Linked DNA regions of Zea mays: region 2 is linked to region 1. Evidence: chromatin contacts called from public Hi-C data. All regions are on one chromosome and are shown on one strand. The core of a region is the stretch at or near the end of the contact, and the rest is flanking DNA. Distances in the headings are between cores, read along the strand shown.

What was found. A called contact is a pair of places that touch in the nucleus more often than the background predicts.
Region 2: a Hi-C map of leaf shows a contact between it and region 1, with 7 times the contacts expected there. The contact joins the promoter of LOC542144 here to the promoter of LOC100278439 in region 1. A contact is called at or near these places in 2 of 25 Hi-C or Micro-C datasets (both in leaf).

Annotation. Positions count from the first base shown.
Region 1 is chr9:130,680,153-130,682,852 of Zm-B73-REFERENCE-NAM-5.0, forward strand. LOC100278439 reads right to left here and starts at 1,310. Exons shown (of 7, transcript NM_001151717.1): 1 at 905-1,310; 2 at 652-804; 3 at 467-544; 4 at 255-350; 5 at 119-154; 6 at 1-26. The coding sequence starts at 1,201.
Region 2 is chr9:130,842,973-130,845,672 of Zm-B73-REFERENCE-NAM-5.0, forward strand. LOC542144 (salt-induced MAP kinase 1) reads left to right here and starts at 1,387. Exons shown (of 7, transcript NM_001111769.2): 1 at 1,387-1,807; 2 at 2,043-2,172. The coding sequence starts at 1,647.

The DNA of each region.
Region 1 (2,700 bases), core at 60-2,559:
TTCAGCAGGTTGACCACCGGCTTCACCTGCAGAGCAGAGGTTCGTCGTCGGTGAGACTTACCACAAATGAAGTGTGCTTTGTTTGGGGGCGGGGTGCCAAAAGAATTTGCGTTAGTACCTTGTAAGATCCCAGGAGCCTGTCACGGGCCAACACCTGTAGTTCAATGGAAATGCAGAAGTGTAAACATGATCTATCTGTGCAACTAGCTATATCTTGGTGGCCATTGAATCATGTTTGTTTGTTTTTTGTTCACCTCTGGTGGCTTCACCCACATCTGGCCGTCGTACCATCCGGTTTCTTCGTACGGTACCACCGCTGACAGCAGGCGATCACCAACGTAGCTCCACCCCTGCACAGGGACACGGTAGACGGCGCTAGCTCAAGTCAAGACTAGCACAAGCTGAGAACAAATTAATCCGTCGGCAAAGTCGACACCACCAATTCTTCTCTCGATCATGTCCTTACCAGGTATATCCTGAGAACCGCCAGTGACACCAGAAGCAGCGTCCCGATCCCAGCTGCTAGCACGAACTTGAGTGGATCCTGCGTGGCTTTGGGCAGAATTTCAGAGACCAAGGAAGAAATGGCCAAGCTAAAATCACAGGGACGTACGTATGCAGAGAAGGCTGGGGATCCGAATTTCGGCGCACCTTTCCTGGATTGAAGCTTGCGGCGGCAATTGGAGCCGCGAGCACAGTGAAGGTCACGAGGCACAGGCCGCCGAGGCGGAGGAAGAAGGACCCTGGGCTCAGCTCCGCCCACGAGTAGAGGGCGCTATCCTTGAGAGCAGAGTACTCGTTCACCTGCACCAAAACAAAAACAAAAAAAAAAAAACGTTTGGAAATATGAAATAATGTCCACAAATCAGTCATCTGAATTACTAGACATAGCATCTGGGGTTACCGGTCTTTGCTCGAAGGGGACTTGGATCTCCAGCCCGGGGTCCCAGCTCGGACCGCCGCCGGCGAAGCCGCGGCGGCTGCTGCCCTCCGGCTCCTCCTTCAGCGCCATCACCACCGTGGCGCTCTGCCTCGGCCGCCTCGCGACGAGGCCACCCGCCGCCGCTAGCGCTGGCCTCCGGCTGCGGCGCCAGCAGGGCTCTACTGCCGCGTAGCAGGCGCCATGGCCATAGCCGCCTGGAACAGGAACCGGGAGCACCACCGAGTGGACGCCGACGACGATCTTCAGCCGGAGCAGCATGGATAAACAGCACCCTTCCTGGCCCTGGGTGTCTGTCACGCCGCGTATCTGCTGCCCGCCTCCTCCCTCTGTACTTCTTTGCCTCCTATGCTAGGGTGTGCGGTGCGTCGAGCGGGCGACCGAGACGTGTGCATCTTTTTACGTGGTGCGGGTGCATCGGGCGACGGCTCGTGTGGCTGGCGCAGGAGGGGGGTGTGGCGCCCTAGCCTACACGTGGTGGGTGCCCGGTGGCACGTTGCCTGCTCGTTTCGGCGCGCGCCGCCTCATGCCTGGATTGAGATCCTCTGAATTTGTGGATGGGTCACTGACACGCGGGACTGAGCAGAACTGGGTCCCACGTGCAGTGACACAACTGCACAAATGCATAAATTCAGAGGACCCGCGTCCCTCATGCCTACGCTCGGTTGTTTGCCAGTCGTACCTCGGCCTGCATTGGGCTAGGATCCTCTGAAAATCTCGAAAATCAATGTGTGCCGGGCCAGGATTATTATGTACCTGCTCCCTCCGGTTTCCTATTAGTTGTCATTTAGGACAACGACATGGTCTCCAAAATATAACTTTGACCAGTATTTTTTGTTAAAATACAAATAAACTCTTAATATATTTATACTTTTATAAAAGTACTTTTTATGATAAATTGGTGCATATAAATATTAGGTTCCAAAACTAAATAACGAAATAGTTATTTGTAGTCAAAATTTTATAAGTTTGACTCGAACCTTATCCAAAACGACAACTAATAGGAAACCAGAGGGAGTACTGTTTTAGTATTTAAAGAACAAAATCACCCCTCACGAGTAGGAGTGGTAATGATCACGATTCAAATACTTCTTTACAAAATAATAATACCCTAACTAAATTTTATTTTAAAAATGAATATAAATAGATCTAATTCCAATTTGATCTGATCTTTAAACCTTACAATGTAAAATTTAGTTTATCGCACCCTACATGCATTTACAACTATAATCTATAGAGACAAAACATTGTAAAAACAGTAGAAGAAAGTACGGTTTAAAGTCAACCGAACAGGCTGAAAGTTACAATTCTAAATGGTTTTTAGTTTATTTTTAGTTCATGTCACATCGAATGTTTGGATGTTCGTTAGAAGTATTAAATATATTCTAAAATTCTAAAACTAATTATACAGATTAGAACTAAATGATAAGACAAATCTATGTTTGGTGTCTCATCCTAACACCTAAGAAAGCTGGGTCTGGAACAACTGATGGCTACATCGCCGAATGATCAGCTCGTTCCATGGTGTCAGCGAACACGAAGGGCAATGAGGAGGTGTAGTTTTCATTTCATCCATTCGCTGAAAGCTTGAACGGACAAAGAGAGTGAAGCCCAGGCCTTGTACTGATGAGCAAATAAAGTGGCAGTAGTTTAAAAGAACTGGGCTGAATAGATATCATACTGGGCCTTCGAGCCAACTACTGCACGCTACTTTTTATATATTAAAAAAAACTTTACTGCTCTTTAGAGTTCTGTATACA
Region 2 (2,700 bases), core at 137-2,636, 160 kb after region 1:
CTGGACTGAGGAGCGGACGTGAACGTGACCTATTTTTTGGAGACGATATGGGCCTATTCGTTTGAGTTAGTGGACTGCAGCCCCGGACGTAGATCCGTCCCTGAGCATAGCGATGGTGTCATGTGAGGCTGATGAAGAGAGGGAGCTAAACAAGAAGAATGGGTTAAATTTAATTTGAACACCGCATTGGTGCATGACTGTATATATGTCACGTTATGTTTAAAGTTAAGATGTATAAATCTATGATGAATAAATTTAAAAGTTTATGACCTAGAAAATTTTAATAGTCGTGAGCTTAATTGAAATTCTTACATAGATAACATCGTAGATGATAATGTTTGACACTGTTTATAGAGTATAGTTTAAAGTAGAGAATGCGATAGCGATGGCCTCACATTGATCAGGGCGCATGCAAGCTCGTGATTTCATATTACTTCGGATTTCGGCCAGACGAGCTTTCACACAGATCGTCCTATATATGATGGATCCACACCATCTTCATGCCTTGACATCGACCGTGGAAGAAACGTGTGGCTCTTAGCAAGGTCAAGAGGTGGTTGAAAGGCACAGCGCCATGCCCCCAAGAGAAGAGAAACCCTCCATGCCAACTGCTTGGGAGTTGGAATTGTCAAGCGCATCGCAGATTGACATTTCTGGCTGCTGATGCTGATCCCATATCATGCTGACGAGTAAACGGGTCAATGCACCGCGTAAGGAAATGAAGGTATTTCTTGCTTTCTGTACGACTGTAAGTTGAATTCCAAACTCTTAGCATGTACTGTACTGTATTATTTTTTCATTGTTTGCTCTGAGAAATAGCTATAGACACCATAACTTGAGAGCTTAATTGGTAGGATCATGCTTCGAACTGATTATTATATAGAGCCCTTTCTATATTTACTTTACAAGCTACAAGTTAAAAAGAGAACCCACTTTTTATTTGCTCCCAGTTCAATCACCATCAGAATTGCTTTACCATATGCTCCTCAATAGAATCGCTTCATCAGCAAAATAATAAGTTCAAGGATAAAACTTAAAACCAGAAAGTAGAGCTCTATTTATACTTGATCATTAGTGAACTAGAATCCTATTCTCTCCCAACCATTTATGTTTCCGTCACTTAATGATGACGCTACACCTAGTACGCAACAAGGTCATGTCACCGGCTACCTCACTGGATCATATGTGGCAGGTTCATGACCACGTATTCCCCCATTTCAAATCATAAGGTATATTCTGATTGTTTAAAACACTTAAATCATTTATTTTATTATATTTTTAAAATAAATTTACATTATTTTGGTTTTTTCTAAGAAAATAAAGTACCTTATAATTCGGAAGAGAAAGCGAGGGGGTAGGAAATACAAATGTACTCCGTAGAATATAATTTTTTTAAATAAAAAAAAACATGAGGTGTTTTCCCCCAAACACCGCTCCACCTCCTTCCTCCTCGTTGCGCTCCGGATCCATCCCCATTCCCCAGTCGCCGCCCAAGTCAAAAGGAGGGAAGCTTCTTCCACTACAGTCCTTGAGGCCGCCCATCAACGACTAGACGCTGGTCAAGCTGCACCAACCCTAGCCCCATAACCCTAGGTCCCTCCTCCACGCCCCCTTCCAGAGAGGCGAGGAAGGAGGCGAAAGGAACCATGGATTCCTCCGGCGGCGGCGGTGGAGCGCAGATCAAGGGTATGGCGACGCACGGGGGCCGCTACGTGCTGTACAACGTGTACGGAAACCTCTTCGAGGTCTCCTCCAAGTACGCCCCACCCATCCGCCCCATCGGTCGCGGCGCCTACGGCATTGTCTGGTGCGTCCCCTCCCCCTCCCCTTCCTTCCCCACTCCCCCCGCTGGTGATGGCAAATCGAGCTGCTGTCTTTGCTCTGCCTACGCGCCGTGGTTGCGCGTGTAGATTTGGTGCGGCTGTGGCGGTTTAGGCAAAGATTTATGGAGAGACGAGTCACTGCCGCAAAGTTTGTCTGCATAGCCCGTAGATGTGCTAATCTTGTACTAAGTAATTTTGGGGGCTGTTCCCTCGTTTCAGCGCGGCTGTCAACTCGCAGTCAGGGGAGGAGGTTGCGATCAAGAAGGTTGGCAATGCGTTCGACAACCACATCGACGCCAAGCGGACGCTCAGGGAAATCAAGCTGCTGCGCCACATGGACCATGAGAACGTACGCACGTGTGATGCTTTTTTTTTACCGGTGCCTCTGGCCATTTCTGGAATTCTGGTTCTGTGATACTTGGATTTGGGGCTTGCTCTTGTTTGTTTCTCCACAATCTCCTAGTTATCGGCATTATGGTTGTGTGTGCTTTAAGTTGTCAACTTGTCATAGGAAGCTTACAGTTGTGGTAGTTCTTTCAACTGTAAAGATCTATGCTGCCAATTCGCTAAAAATAGCTGCAACACGCAGTGCCTTTTGAGTATCAAAGAAGCACAGCTTTACTGCAACACCGGTCGTTATGCAATGTATTGAAATTTCTGTTCTCTGCTTATGTAGAATTTCTATAAATAGGATGGAGGACAGTACTCCCATCTTCACGCTTTCTATAGTTGACATATTAAAGTGAAGTGGGGACATGGGGTTGGATTAGGGATTGCATATGGTTTTGTTTTCAAATTTAATTTATTTCGGAGGAAAAACTTTAGCCTATCTGTACTTTGTTAAATAAGGAATATCCAAAAAGGCCATGGGGTCAGC